Linked DNA regions of Mus musculus: region 2 is linked to region 1. A link is a contact called in public HiChIP or PLAC-seq data. All regions are on one chromosome and are shown on one strand. Each heading gives the region's core, a stretch centred on a gene start, on an enhancer-like site or on the middle of the called end of the contact. The rest is flanking DNA. Distances are from core to core; before and after follow the strand shown. Region 1 has its middle 14 kb from the start of Gm26761. Region 2 has its middle 24 kb from the start of Klf3.

Region 1 (7,925 bases), core at 3,187-5,686:
AAGGAAGGGTTTTAGACAAACTTCTCCACATTCCAAGAAGGAAATCCGTGCACAGAGCCCCTTCCTTGGGCGCCCTCTTCGGGGTCTCGGTACCTTCCCTTCTAATTGGCTCTGACTGTAAATGCTTGTTTACTGCACTGTGATGTAAGAAGGCCCAGTGCAATGTTTGAATGTACCTCCTCGATCCTAACCAGGTTCACGGGTCAGCAACAAATGTTGAGAGTCACTGTGGTGGTTTGACTAAGGTTTGGCCCTTATAGATTCATGTGTTTGAATGCTTGGCCATAGGGAGTGGCACTATTAAGAGGTGTGGCTTTATTGGAGGAGGTGTGGCCTTGTTGGAGGAAGTGTGTCACTGTGTAGGTGGGCTTTAAGGTCTCTTATGCTTAGGCGCTGCCCAGTGCAGAAGACAGTCTCCCCCTGACTGCCTTTGGATCGAGATTTAGAAGGCTTAGCTCCTCTAGCATCATGTCTGCCTGCATGATGCCTTGCTTCCCACCATGATGATAATGGATGGAACCTTTGAAACTGTAAGCTAGCCCCAATTAAATGTTTGCCTTTATAACTGTTGCCTTGGTCGTGGTAGGGTCACAGCAATAAAACTAACTAAGACAGTCAGTTTGGCTCACCAGGAATCCCCACCACACTCGTGTTCTCTTGTCATGTGATGCTTGTCATGGGGTAGCCTAGCACCAAAGCCCTTGCCTGGGGCCAGTGGGTGCTCTTGAACTTTTCAGCCCCAGAGCTGTACACCAAATATGTACTTTTGTTCTTTGCAAATTGCCCAGCCCGTGGCTGTCATAACAGCAGCAGAAGAAGGAAGACACCCACTGGATTCTGCAGCCCACATCTGCATTGTCTTCATTGGAGAGAATTAAGGAACAGGGATGTGGAAGGACATGTTTTAGGTGACCACGGTCAGAGTACACAGGAATGCACCACCATACTCAGCTTTTGTTGTTTGTTTAGTAGCAAAGGATAGGGTTATTCTAGAAGGCTGAAGGACCTTAGGGCAGGAAGCAGAGCTGACATGTGGTGCACAGCATCCCTACCTTAGCTGCTTTCATCCTGGTTTAGTCCTGGGGAAACTCACGCTTCAGAGGTGCTGGATGCTCTATCCAGGGTCACACATCTGGAAAGTGTAGGCACTCAGATTGGAAGGCATGTGCCTCTGGTTTCCAGGCAAGAGCTTTCCTCGCTTGTCTATGCTTCCTTCCTTCTGTCACTCAGAGGATCTGTAACATCTCCAAGTCTGACATCATTGGGACGAAGGCCTGAGCGGCAGGCAGGGCTGGCACCCAAAGACACGTCATCAGAAGTCGCCCAATGATATCTTGAGTTTGGACTGGGAAGGGGGCACTATATAGATTTCTTGTCCCCATAACAAAGTATCTGACATAAACAGGGATGCCAGGGGGCGGGGGCAGGCGTATGGCAAGGAAGCCCATGGAGGTCTGGAGCGTAGAGTGCACGACGCTCTGACCATCATTTCACAGTGCTCTTCCTCATGCTCCAGCTCTTTCATTCTTTCTTCCCCCTTTTCCATGAAGTTCTCTGGGACGTGTGTGTGTGTGTGTGTGTGTGTGTGTGTGTGTGTGTGTGTGTGTGTGTGTAATAGCTATAGCTGTATGATTTAGGGGTGAGCACTCAACAGTAATACTTTTGCTCAGCCCCTTGACCAGTTATGAGTCTCTGTATCAATTCCTATGTATGGCAGAAAGAAGCTCTTCTGGCCAGGGGCAAGCTGCCCAATCTGTGGGTATAAATACAAGAATTTAAATATTTAGAAGGTAGTTTGATAACTACAACAGTAGTAGACTCCCTCCTAGGGCCTATGACCTTTAAAGCCATGGGCTTCTGCCAGGTTTATAGTACTAGCATGCCTTCTCTCCTGTAGAACAAGCCTCAGGAGCTAATCAGAAAGCGGTTGGTTACCTGTATAACCTTCATGCCACTATTACACCAGCGGCACTTTGGTATTAAACATCCAGGATTCACCAGTGGATAAGACCACTGATGCCTTTTTGTTTTCCCCTTCAGCAGGCTATGTAGCACATCCCAGCACTATGAAAAATAGCCACCAGGAAAGAAGTTTACAGGTTAATTCCAACTTGATGTCACCATCCTGAAACTGAGGCCACTTTGGAGCAGGGATCTTACCTAGAGCATTAACCAAAATCTTACATAGAGCATCCCTAAAAGCTGGGCTGGAAGGAAACTTCTAATGGAGAGTCTTAGTCTCTTTCCAGATAGCTCCAGCCTCTCTGGAGGTGCTTTGGGATGGCCAAGGGAAGGTGTGGCAAGGGCAAATGATGCTACAGCCTCCACCCCCGTTCAGTCTGAACACCTCTACCTTCATCTGTCCTCTCCGTTGATTGAGCACATTGTTCTTATGAGAAAAAAAAAAAAGATGGCAAAAGTACATGCTGTCAAGTGAGGTTTGAAAAATCTCTCGCCTCCTCAAAGTCAGGTTTAAAAATGGCTTATCCTTTCCAGCATTCTCATTTTATAAATAAGAAAGCTGACAGCAGCAAAGCTCAAATGGCTTGATCAAGTGGTAGCCGACAGCTGAGCTCTCCCGCACCCTCCTTCCCTTTTCTGCAAAACTGTTGGTAGACATAACAATTGACACTCAGTCTGGACAGGGTATGAAAGAGGGGATCTGTTGCAGACATTCTTCTTTGTAAGATGGGATTTCTCTGGGCTGCCTCACCATCTAGGAACCTCGTGGAAGAAACGCCGCAGGGCTCTCCAACCGAGCTATGGAGGAAAAAAATACAATACAATTGAAAACCATCAGGACCTGTGGACTCTGGGGTTGGTTTGGTGAGAGTTCTCATACTATAAGCACTATTGGCAACCATGGGCCATCGTAGCAGGCTGCTTTGCCATATGACTGTAACTATGGGAAAGAATTCAGAAAGCATCTTGACTTTGGCTTTGATCAGGGCCTCTCTGAGCCAGTGGCTGCATTGGGCTGTTTTGGGTCCGTGTTGTCTGCCTAGTGTTCTCTTTACTCTGTTTGTGCTTACTTGATTTTCAAAGGCCCTTTAGCTTGTGTCAGATAATCTGGTGGTCAGTTCCTTATTCCTCTACCTCCTCTTCTGAGTATTGTTCTGTCTTGGGTTTCATGCTAGCCCCCGCTATCAGATCAGTCTGGGGAGTGGTCTGCTCCTCTTTTCTATCAGGTTTTTTGTTTGTCTTTTCATATAACCAAAGCTAGAATTTGCCACTTAATCCGAGCTGGCTTTGAACTCATGATTTTCTTATTAGCACTCTGGACTGTGTCAACTCTGAACTTTCAGAAGTCCTTGTGCTTTCCTTTCTATCTAGGAAATCCCTTAAGCCAAAATGACCTGTGTCTCTGTTTTTAAGGATAATGAAAAAAAGATAAAGGCAGGATGAGAGGAGGGAGCCGGAAGAGCTGCACACAGAAGAAAGGGAGGTAGCGGGAGGGCCTGAGAGGCTCCCCACAGGATGAAGCAGTGGAAAGTCTGGCCTCAACAGACTTCTTATGGAGGATGAGGGGAAAGAAGATGGGCGAGTCGCCTGGAGGGCCTTGAGGAAGATCTATGCACTACCCTATCCAGTAGGAATTTCCTTTGCAGAAATCTAGCAGATAAACCAAAAGAAATGAAGTCACACACACCAGTCAGTCTAGCAGAAGATGTCTTCGCTGTGCTTTTCTTTACTGTGGTAGTGAAAATGAGAGCAAGCTGAATAGCAAGGGCAAAGGAGCAAGATAGGATGAATAAGAGAACACTGCAATGAAGTCTACGGGTCCACTCATAGTCAGAAATGGAGCCTCTAGTGTTGCGTTGCTCAACACAGTAGTCACTAGCAGCTCACTCCTAGCTATGGGAATTTGTATTTGAAACATGTCTGGAAGAAATTAAGTGAATGGAGGTATAGAGGAAGTTACCAGGTTGAGAGTTGGAGAGGGGTCATCAGGAAGAATCTGGGGTTCTCTAGTGGGCCTCACAGACAAAGGGGAAGTAGAAGAGACTTCAGAGGGAGCTAGGATTTTAGGCCATCTGTGGTTGTAGAGAAAATGGCACCCGCTTTCTACCAAGTGCAAGGACTGGCTATGAACAGCACTGAGGAAAAAGCCCAGTGAGGTATAGGGGCGCTTTCTCCAGAGACAGGTGGCTCACTCTGTGCTCTCCCTCTGGCTGCTAAGTAGTACTGTGGAGTGGAGCAGCTTTTCTATTCGCCCAGCTTTTTCTCGGATGTCACACCATGAAGCCAAACTTCTTGAGAATCACTTCTGGGATGTTTCCTCTCTGAATTGATTTTACAGTTACAACCTTTTATCTAAACCTTCTTCTATTTCTTTCTAGCTTGGAGATAGGTAGCCAAACAAGCTACTTCCTTCCTGAGTTCTGTTCAATTCAACACTGCAAGCCTCTCCCAGACAGTCGGTGTTGATTATCAGCCACCTTGTGGGTTTTGATGTCTGACGAGTACAAACTCACACGCTTTGATATGTATTGTTGTGTGTGAACTGTTATGTACTTCTATTGAACGTTTAAACAAACTATTGAATCTGTGCCCATAGAAAACCTTTAGTAGCACAGAAATGTGCATGGGTTGGTGTGTATATGGGTGTGGTCTACACAGTCACTGAATAATGAGCCACGTACTGTATGTCAGGCCCTGTGGGAGATAAAAGCCTAAACATTACGTCCTGCTTCCTAAGCATATTTCAACCAAAAGGACAGAGATTTAATCATTTCCAGGTAAGTCTTAAACTAGAAAACCAATGGGCTTCATAGATATATTTTAGAGCCGACAGCATTGAAGTCAAACATTTTTGTCTTTATAGAAATCACCCACAGTCGCTGTGAATGAACCCTCCCTTCTGCAGATGGCAATGTATAGCACATCTTAGGTACAACTCTAGGTGGTATAATTTACTCATGTAATTAAACTATATTTATAGTTACCACTATATTTATGAGGGCTTAGTCTTCTTAGTTTTCTGTGGGCGTGACAGAATAGCACAGGCCAAGCAACTTAGAAGTGAAATTTAGTTCTCAGGGTTTTTAGATTATTCAAGCAGTTGTGGAGAGACACAAAACAGAAAGAAAGGCTTGTGCTGACATTAGGTGGGACAACAGGGTACCTTTGTCATTCACACATGCGGATAGCCAAAATGCCTACAGAGGAGATGGGATGCAGCCCCTTGTTGAGATAGAAAAGACTTCTGTAGTCTGCACGAAAGGGAAGCTGGGAAGTGTAGTCTTTCAGTAGGAAACTATCTGCTGTGGCAGGGTGGAGACCAAGGCTAGAGGCTGCATCTGGAAAGGGCTTTCTTGTTGTATCAAGAGGAACATATACGAGTAGCTAGGATGCGGGGGCTGGGGGTGGGGCTCTTCCTCTTCTTATAAAGCCACTGGTCCCAGCACAGGGATCCTGCCTTATGGCTTCATCTAAGTCTGATCACTTCCCAAGAGACTTGTCCCCAGATATCACTACTATGTGGATTTCCAGGTTTTCAGCAGCATGAGCTTTGGGGGACACATTTAACTATGTATATGGTTTCCCTTGTAAAGACCTAGAATTAAAAACAAAAAACAAGTAAGACATAGGTTTTTTTATTTGCTTGTTGGTTCTTGGTTTTTTGAGGCAGGGTTGGTTTCTCTGTGTAACAAGCCCTGGCTGACCCAGATTCACTTTGTAAATCAGGACCATAGAGATCTGCCTGCCTCTGCCTCCTGAGTATTGGTATCAAAGACATGCAACACCAGTCCTGGCAAGATGTAGTTCTGAGTCTCAGGTCACACTGGCTATCTGGTAAGAAGGGCAAGTTACAAATACAAGATCCCCGGTAGGCACGATGGTGTGGTGTAAGCCCTTGGAGGCGTCACAGAAGACAGCCATGTGCCACATCCCCTGTTGCTGAGCCTGCATCACTGAGTACAGGGTCTGGGTGATGATCTGCCTCTCTGATGGTCTCCTGGCCTCCTGCTGAGTAGTGGTTCTCCTGTGCTAGATCTGTGGGTCCGTGGCCTTGTAAGGCTGAAGGACTCAGCCCAGCAGGACTTCCTGCTTGAGCTGCTCCACAGGCCATCTTGCTGCAGTTCTCTTTTACTCTTGGTCTGGAACCAGGAAGGGTAGCTGCTCCGTTTTCCTCCTCTGATAAAGCTGTTGATACCCATCCTGGCTCACTATGCAGCTGGGATGGGGCCAAGAAACCCATTAAGAGCTTCTAGTTGTCTTTAGGATAAAATCCAACCTTCCTCCAAGGCCGGCCCTAATCTTGATGGCTGTCTTCCCCGAACTGCCCCTACCATGGCTCTTTTGGACAGCTGCCAAACCCCATCCTGTGGTCTCTTCAGGTGCACCACCCACCCTTCAGGCTCTTCTCCAACCTTTGTACATTGTCTTCCTTGGGCCTAAAGTACTTTCCCTCCTAAGCTGTGCCTGCCAGATCTGTATCACGCTCCGGCCCTCGGCTTCTAGGTCATTTCCTTAGGCAAGTCCCTGCTGACCTCGGAGATAAGGTGGCTTCTAGATGACCCAGGACCTATCTCAGTCCCCATCAAATGTCAGAGAGAATGTTGTTCCCTTTCTTCCTGTCTGCTGTAACCTGCAGAGGGAGGGCACAGACCGCATCAGTTTGGCAGGCTTGGGGACAGCCTTTTGGGCCGATGAGCCGGATCGCCAACATGTGCAGGAAGGTGGGCTCAATGTCTAGTTCAGTGTTTCTGTCTAGAAAATGCTTATGTTTTGGACAAGGAACCCCCCACATAGCTTCATTCTGTACTGGGCCTCAGATATTATGCAGCTGATAAGTGGACTGGGAAATGAATTAGTGTACATAACATATTGTTTATATTCTATTTATACACGCATTAGTTCTTGTAGTATATTGAATCAAAAGGTGGGTCAGAAAGATCACCCGTTGAGTAAAGAAGCTGACAAGTGAGTTTGTTTGTTTGTTTGTTTACTTGAGAGGAAGGGTGTCTTCAGGCTGTCTTGGAAGTCTCTGTGGCACGGGCTGACCTTGACTTCACAGTGATCCACAAGCTTCTGTTTCCCATGTGCTGGGATTACAAGTGTGAGCCACCACAGCAATCTGGAGATGACCTGAGTTTGAGTCCACAGAGTGAGAGGAGAGAACGGACTCCCACAAACTGTCCTCTGACCTCCACACATGTTCCACAGAACCCACATGCCCCCCCCAACACACATACCAAATAAACATAAGTGTAAAATAAATAAATAAAAACAAGGCAATCTTTGAAAGAATTGTGTGCTGTCTGTTCTGTGAGATAGGTTTTCATTAAAAATTGCATTTTATGTGACCATAACCAAGTGTGTATCTGGAATGGTTTACTTAGTCTTAGCTCTCACTGAGAGTGTAAGTTGGGAATGAGGGGTGCCCAATCCTAGCCCTTGGGGAGTGGATGCAAGAAAGCTAGAAGGTTGAAGCAGGGGGATCACAAGTTGGAAGCTAACCCAGGTTACATAACAAGATCTTGTCTAAAACAAAACAAACAAAGCAACCACCACCGCTGTAAAAACCACACGGTCTGGGTGGCTACGACCCAACCAGCGTATTTCTCACATTCTGAGATGCTCAGGAAGAGCCAGGCATCGGTTGGGCTGATGATGTCAGCCTCCTCCTCACAGGTGGGACATTCTCCCTGGGTCTTTTCCTGGTGGGAGAGATGGCAGTGCCTCCTTTGGGCTTCATTTAGAAGGCTGTACTATCATGATTCAATCACTCCTAATACTGTAACCTCTGGGATCAGGATTTCAGTCTGTGTATTTGGGGGGTCATGGAGGACAGATGCACTCAGTCTATACAAGGGAGTCTTTTTTTTAAAAGGATCTTTGAGTTATCACCATCATGTCTAGTAGGGCAATGGCTGTCTTTAGCATCTATTTGTTTATTTATTTAGTATTTATTTATTTAT
Region 2 (7,925 bases), core at 1,508-4,007, 97 kb before region 1:
GGTTGCTGGAAAGAAGGTTGTTCTCCAGGGCAGACTTAGAAATTTTAGTCCAGTGGTTCTCAACCTTCCTAATGCTTCAGCTCTTTAGTACAGTTCCGTGTGCTGTGTGACGCCCCCAACCCTAAAATTATTTTGATGCTACTTCATAACTGCAGTCTTGTTATGAATCATAATGTAAGCATCTGATATGCAGGATATCCAATATGTGGCTCCTGTGAAAGGGTTGGTCCTAAAATGGTCGTGACCCACACGTGGAGAACTGCTGCTTTAGACTGTCCATGCCCTGGAGCAGGCCAATTTTATTACTAAGTTCATTGCTTTGCTCTATTCTGAGATGTTAGAGGTTGGTTAATTTTATTATGGGCTCATCCCTATCCTTTGCCAATTTATCCAGAGGTGCTAGGAGCAACCAGCCAGCATCATCATTTTTCTTATTTCCAAAACTGTCAAAAGTTTCTTATATAATCACTAAACCCATTATCTCTCACAGTTGGTGTATCAGTATCTGTGTTAGTGAATTGAAAAGCCTATACAAGATACTTCCAAAGGTGCTTATACTTCTGTTGCTCCAGAACCAATTCTAGTATCAACTTTTGTATTAGTCAGTGTTCTCTCAAGTAACAGAATTTATAGAACGAATCACTACATATATATCTATATATTTATATATCCATATCTATCTATCTATCTATCTATCTATCTATCTATCTATCTATCTATCTATCTGGGATTTATTGGAATGACTTACAGGCTGTGGTTCAGCTAATCCAACAATGGCTGGTTGGGAACAGGAAGTTCAAGAATCTAGTAGTTAAAATAAATAAATACAGTCATTATGTCAAACCATTAAATCAGGGACTGTCTTACATGGATGCATTTATACATATAGCATCTTTTTTTTTTTTTGAGGGGCACACATACATTTTTCTCCCTCTGTGATTCAGCTAACAGAATGTGGAACGTGCTTGATATATTGACATAGTGTAGCTGTCTTCCTTTTTTTCTCTTTGTTCCCAAAGGCCTCCCCAAGTCTTTGCATCTAAAGCAAATGACATTACACAAGTTTCAGGATGGTTGGAAGGATGTTGGTCAGCCTTTTAACTCCTGGGTCTCCTAGCGTGGCCCATTCACAAGTGCTTTGGAAGTTTTACTCTGTTGTCTATAGGAAAACTCAGCCTGTGGTTGTCCTTAGGAATGGTGCAGAGGTCTTTGGGGAAGGAAGATTTGCTGGAAAAAAAATATGGAGGCTATGCCGGTGCCTGGCAAACACAGAAGTGGATGCTCACAGTCAGCTATTGGATGGAACACAGGGCTGCCAATGGAAGAGCTAGAGAAAGTACCCAAGGAGCTAAAGAAGTCTGTAACCCTATAGGAGGAACAACAATATGATCTAACCAGTACCCACGGAGCTCGTGTCTCTGGCTGCATATGTAGCAGAAGATGGCCTAGTCTGCCATCATTGGAAAGAGAGGCCCCTTGGTCTTGCAAACTTTATATGCCTCAGTACAGGGGAACAGCAGGGCCAAGAAGTGGGAGTGGGAGAGGGAGGGCAGTGGGGGGAGGGTATGGGGGACTTTTGGGATAGCATTTGAAATGTAAATGACGAAAATACCTAATAAAAAAAGTTTAAAAAAAGGGGGGGGGGCTTCCAGCTACATTGTATCAGGCTGAGGTTTCTGGTCCCATGCATCAGAAACATTTTTTTTTTTTTTGGTTTTTTCGAGACAGGGTTTCTCTGTGTAGCTCTGGCTGTCCTGGCACTCACTCTGTAGACCAGGCTGGCTTCGAATTCAGAAATCCGCCTGCCTCTGCCTCCCAAGTGCTGGGATTAAACCGCCCCGTTGCATCAGAAATTTAAGCAGCAGACTGGGACAGCCAGGGCTCAGGCACTGGGGGCCGGAAGGATGTTGATCTCTACTCAGAGAGTTTATAATGCATCTGCATTCGCCTTAGCAGAGAGCAGAGCTGTCACTTTCTCTACTATACCTTCCCTACTTGTGACTGAGGTTGCCACTTAGAAATCTTCAGAGCCTTGTGAAAGAGTGATGTCAAGTCTGGTGAATCCAGTAATTTAAAAGAAGACCCTTGTGGGGCTGGAGAGATGGCTCAGTGGTTAAGTGCTCTTCCAAAGGTCTTGTGTTCAACTCCCAGCAACCACGTGGTGGCTCACAACCATCTGTAACAGGATCAGATGTCCTCTTCTGCTGTGCCTCAAGACAGAAACAGTGTACTCATACATAAAATAAGTAAGTTAATTAAAAAAAAGAGAAAGAAAGAAAATGATTGGAAGGCTTGTTGTCTCAGCGGCTGGCCGGAGGATGGCTTCTTTTTTCTTTACATTTCAATACTCTGAAGTAGTTTTTCTTTAATAAACACACTTTTCAGGAGCAAGGAAAAGTGTTTTTAAAAATAGCTAGAAAGAAGTGGGTAAGTTGTGTCTAATGAAAGGCAAAATTTAGCTTTTTGGAAGCACCCTCAGACTCACGCACCTGGAAAGGGGGCAAGAAGGAAGGGGTGAGGTAGCCCTTGAAGAAGGGGTGAGAAGTCTGGAAGAAATTTTGAAGTTTTTGGTGGCCGCTTGAGTGGCTGGGCCTGCTCAGCTTCTCGAAACCAGAATTCTTCCTCAAAATATATCTGTTCGAAAGCATCGCCAAGCAGAAAAGGCTGGAAACCAGAGGCGCCGGCAACTTAGAATGAACAGAGCCCAGGTTCCCATTTTTACAGGCATGTACTTCCTGGGGCCCGGGGTCCACTCTTCCGGTCTACCGTGCTTTGCCCGGATCCATCTAGTCAAGAAGAGTCAGTGACTATGAGAGAGCTGACCTACAGCTCCCCCAACACCAGAACACCAGCTGATCTCCTCCGCTGGAAGCCCTCTCCTGCAGCTTCTTCCTTTTAAGTTTGTTTGTGTGTTATTGTTCTGAAGGGTTTCTGGGTAACTATAAGCAACAGATCTTGTTAGTTCCTCTTCAGACTCCCCACTACTCCCCACCCTTATTTCTCACCTCCCAGCATCCTGTTTGTCTCCCTGACTCAGTTCCCCTGCCCCGCCCACAGCCCCTCCCTCCCCAGCTGCCAGTCCCCTGAGCCGTGTTTTTCTTCCCTCAGTTAATATGCTTTAACTTTTCCCCATTTGATTATGTGTACTTGGACCAAGCGCACCATGCATGCATCTCTTCAGTTTTTAATTCACTGAACCATGTGTCTTTCTCTCATGAAAACATTAAAAGCACGGTTAGAGCTGATGTTTGTCGTCCCCCCTCCCCCTTTCTTTTGAGACAATGTATTTATACAACATGGAGATGAGGAGGAATAAGGAAAATCAGAAAACGAGGGCGGTTATGGTTGAGATATCCAGTCTCTCTGAAAGGCTGCAGTGAAGGCTCGGTGTCTGGCTGGTCAGGCCAGTGACTGAGAGGGTGAGTGATGGATCGTGGATGCCCTGACCTACTCAATGGATGTTCTTATCCAGGGGCCACTTCACAATTAGATGGCGTTTTTTGGAGACAATGGGCACTTTCAGAGGTGGAGCCTAGTTGGAAGCAGTAGGTCATTGAAGGCATGTCAGCGGGGCTTTTCCTTGTTGCGCTCCATCCTCTGCTGTCTAAGAGTTACTTGAGGCTCTGCTCTGTCACACTGTCACCCGTCTCTGTCATTCCTTCACTCAGCCTTGACCCAAATCCAAAGCAAACAGTGGGACAGGTGTCTGGATTGAAACCTATAAAGCTGTGTGGGGCAGAGTAAGTCTGCCCTTACATATTTTTTTCTTAGGAACTTGATGCAATTATAAGAAACTGACTAACTGGGCTGTAGAGATGTCTCAGCAGTTAAGAGCACTGACAGCTCTTCCAAAGGTCCTGAGTTCAATTCCCAGCAACCACATGGTGGCTCAGAATCATCTGTAACGGGATCCGATGTCCCCTCTGGTGTATCTGAAGACAGCTACAGAGTACTCATCTATCTATATCTGTATCTGTATATCTGTATATATGTATATATATGTATATATGTATATATATGTATATATATTATATGTGGATGCCATGGTGGCTATGTGGAGGTCAGAGGACAACTTTACAACTCTTTGGAGTTGGTTTTCTCCTTCCACTGTGTAGGTCCAAAGAATCAAACTGAGTTCATCAGGGTTAGCAGCACGTGCCTGTCTTTACTGAGCCTGCTCGTTAGACAGCCCAGTCTATTAGATATTAAAGAATGTTTTAATAGGGTATATGGCACACACTTACAATCTCATCACTAGGAGGCTAATGCCATGAGTTCTGTTTAGCCCAGCCAGTAAGTCAAAGGCAATCCCATGCTACACTGTGAGATCTTGTTTCAAAAAAACACTGAAAAATCTAACCAAACCAGACAAACAAAACAGCTACCAGCATTCTACCCAGCTAGTAATCTTATATAAACGGTGTCAGTTAGCTTTCTGCACTGTCATGAAATGTCTGATATGATCATAATGAGAAAATGTTTATTTCTGCTCAGTTTTGAAGGTCTCAGCCTGCTATTAATTGGGTCCTCCCTTTCAGGCCCCTGTAAGGTGGCACACAAGGATTGCTTACGCAGGATTAGAAAGCCAAAATAGCAGAGAAGTGCTGAGTATCCCATAGTCCTTAAAGGAATACTCCAGGAACTGGAAAACCTCCTACTAGTCTCTGCCTTTTAAAGGTGCCACCACCTCCTAATACTATCATGTAAGGACTAAGCCTTTGACGCATGGGTCTCTAGGGGAAATTCAAGATCCAAAAACCATAACATGAACTGTGTGGACCTTGGCTTAATTAGTTTTTACATTGCTGTGGCAAATGGGTCTATTAGCTATACAGAGCCTAACTCTTCAAAGTTTTTAGGTTTAGAAGAAATAGCATGGTGATTTAATGACAATAGCACCCAAAGGCTCATAGGGAGTGGTACTATTAGGATGGGTGGCCTTGTTGGAAAACTTGTGGTCTGGTTGAAGAGGTGTGCCACTGGGGGCTTGGCTTTGAGGGTTCAAGTCAGGTCCAGTGTTTCTGTCTCTGTCTCTGTCTCTGTCTCTGTCTCTGCCTCTTTCTCTCTCTCTCTCTCTCTCTCTCTCTCTCTCTCTCTCTCTCTCTCTCTCTCTCCCTCCCTCCCTCCCTCCCTCCCTCCCCGCCCTCCCTCCCTTCCTTCTTCCCTCCTTCCCTTCTGCCTGCTGACCCAAAGGTAAAACGTATCTCCTTCTGGAGAGCACCACCATAAAGTGAAGGCTTTCCCCCGATTTGTTAAATATCTGTGTTTGTTTGTATGCACAAATTTTCCAACACAATTCGTGCCCCTACACTTGGTGCTGAGAAAACTGCCCAGGCAGAAAGGAACAAAACGACCCTTGTTGGCGACTGTCACCATTTCCCAGGGCAGCAACTCTTGGCACCATGTCTGCTACTCTCCCCCCACCCCCACCCCACTTGTCTCTGGGCATTCTCTCTGCTGTGGTGTTGGAAAACATCTTTCCGAGGTTCACTCTTTGGGACTTTCCCATTACTGAGTTGTAGCCCTTTCTAGTAGGTAGTGTGATAAGGACATAATTAGCCACACTTCTTATATTTTTGGTTGTGAGCCTAGCTTTTAATGGCTGAGCTATCTCTTTATCCCAAAGCACACTTGATAAGACACCTCTTTTCTTCTGGATGTGGAAGAAAAGTACGTTGAGATGCTTTTTAAAAGTCCGGAGGCAGAGGCAGGCAGATCTCTGAGTTTGAGGCCAGCCTGCTGGACAGAGCAAGTTTCAGCGCAGCCATGAAAAAACCAAAACCAGTCCTGGTTGGTTTAATTAAGTTAATTTAGTCCAACCGACCTGACAAAGCTGCACTGTGAAACTGGGCCAGGTCTATGCCTGTAACTTGGGCCAGCGAAGGCTGTGTCTGACACCCTTTGTGTCACGCTTGGTGACAATGGCTGCTGATGCTTTTATTGCAATCCCAGAAAGTACTCTTTCTATTCCACTGTCTTTAGAAATTAGGGAGGGAAAGCAAAATTTATTTAGCTTATTTTAAAGAAAACTTTCCTGTGATCTTGGTTTTCAAAGTGTTATCAGATGTTCTTTTACTATCTAAAATTGAAGGCATGCCCCCCAAAATATTTTACAACTTCTTTTAGACATTAAGTTATAGCACACCCCCCAACTTGAATTTTACAGCTAACTGGACCTCTAGCCATTGATTATATTCTTATGAGACCAAGGGCTTTATTTTCAATTCAGTTTGTATTACAGCTTTTATATTTAAGAGGCAGTTCTATATGATTTCCTTAAGCATAATTTTTTAAATTAGTCGATCACAAGGCCAAAAAGAGTGGAAGGGGGAGGTTAGAATTCAGAGTTGTTCTTCTCCATGGAACTCTTTAGTAAAAAGGTAAAAAGATTAATATGATCTGAAGAGATACTAGAGTATCTAAATTGCCTTTTAAATGAAAGGATCAGTGTCCATAGAAAGGATTTCTGTGTTACCGTTGAGCCTGTGCTCGGTTCTAGGTGTATATTTGATGCATTGCTTCTTATCACTTGCTTTGTTATTTTTTGAATTACATTCCTGAAAATACAAACTTTATTGCCAATTGCATCACTGCCTTTGAAGACTGACCTCGGTGCCTCTAAGGCTAAGAACCCCTTACCCGCCCTGGTTATCTGAAATTTTAGTTATTGCTTAGATGCCCTTTTGGGTGCAAAGAAACCGAACCAAATCTTTTAAAGGTCATGTGAAAATGGAACCAAGTGGTATAGAACCAACTGGAAAAACATCACATGAATTTTCCCTAAAAGTTCTGCCCTGAATCCAGAGACGAGAACTCTCCTGTGCTTAGGTCGTTTCACTCACACAAAGTGAAACAGGTACCAGAGAGTAGGCTAGTGCTATGACAACCTGACTCCGTGTTTTTGTTGTTGTTGTTTGAGGAATGTGGAAGACTTTGAGATGTTAGACTAGAAAAGTGGTAGGATTCTGTAAGTAAAGCTTAATTGGCCATCCTAGTCAGAGTTGAAGACAATAATGCTGAAGGATGCTCAGACTGTGGAAGCCCAGCTCAGGGGATTTTTAGAAGGAACAATATTAACAATTGGAATGGAGACCCATTTTGTGTTATGTTGGCAAAGAGTGCGGCTGCTTTCTGCCCTTGTCCTAAGAACTGCTCTGAGGCCACATTAAAAGTGAATGGACTAATTTCTTTGGACTAACTTAAGGCAGCCTAATATTGACTCTGTTGCGTGATTATTAGTAATCACACTTAATGAAATTTGGTTCAGAAAGAAATGCTAAAATACAGCTTGAAGAGAAAAGAACCACGGAAAGGAGTGGCCAGGTCTACATAGGAAGAAAGGAAAGAGCCAGATTCTTCTAGCTCAGCTTCTAACCTGTGAAAGGAAAAATGCTCAAGGAACCCCCCCCCCACCGCACCCCCGTAAAGCACCAAAACCCAAAAGCTGCTGCAAATGTGGTTGAGGGGAAACAAGGACCAGCCCAAGCTGGCAGCCGTGAATCATAGTGTCATAGTGCAATGGTGGCTTTAGAGTCATGCGTGCACAAAGAGTTGTGGGATCTTCCTCCATGGTGTTAGAGAGCTGCTGGGGCCAGGCAAGTGGAAGGTAGTCCCTGCATGAAGGCCCTGGGAGGCCATTGTGTGAAGCTGAACATCGTTATTGTAGAGACCACAAGATGTTTAAGATGCCAGAACCATGGGGTATCCGCCAATGAGAGCTGAGAACCGGCAATGGAGCCAGCCCAGGAGAAAACAAATGTATTTCAGTCATCAAAATCAGAAGCCCCCCCTCTGACATCGTACGTGGAGCTAGCAAATTGGTATTTGACCTGTTGAGTTTGCTCTTGCTTTATTTCAGGCTTTCCCCCCACGATTCCTCCCTCTTAGAATGGTAGCATGTATTCTGTGCCATTATGTCTTACAAA

What was found. HiChIP or PLAC-seq counts read pairs in DNA pulled down with a chosen protein or histone mark.
Region 2: an H3K27ac HiChIP or PLAC-seq map of microglia shows a contact between it and region 1, with 7 times the contacts expected there. The contact joins two enhancer-like sites. A contact is called at or near these places in 1 of 15 datasets of contacts at CTCF or cohesin (the NIH/3T3 cell line), 10 of 484 Hi-C or Micro-C datasets (CD8 T cells, bone marrow-derived macrophages, effector CD8 T cells and 6 more), 8 of 115 datasets of contacts at active chromatin or transcription factors (bone marrow-derived macrophages, embryonic stem cells, fetal liver and 3 more) and 2 of 9 other capture datasets (bone marrow-derived macrophages and embryonic stem cells).

The regions. Positions count from the first base shown.
Region 1 is chr5:64,680,967-64,688,891 of GRCm38.p6, reverse strand. No RefSeq gene overlaps it. Among named protein-coding and RNA genes, the nearest start is that of Gm26761, 14 kb to the left of the region's middle. Within about 2 kb of position 4,436, at least 22 of the 459 cell types and tissues checked have an H3K27ac peak or open chromatin away from gene starts, as enhancers often do. A contact at or near this core is called in effector CD8 T cells, microglia and regulatory T cells, where this site is marked.
Region 2 is chr5:64,775,968-64,783,892 of GRCm38.p6, reverse strand. No RefSeq gene overlaps it. Among named protein-coding and RNA genes, the nearest start is that of Klf3, 24 kb to the left of the region's middle. Within about 2 kb of position 2,757, at least 87 of the 459 cell types and tissues checked have an H3K27ac peak or open chromatin away from gene starts, as enhancers often do. A contact at or near this core is called in effector CD8 T cells, microglia and regulatory T cells, where this site is marked.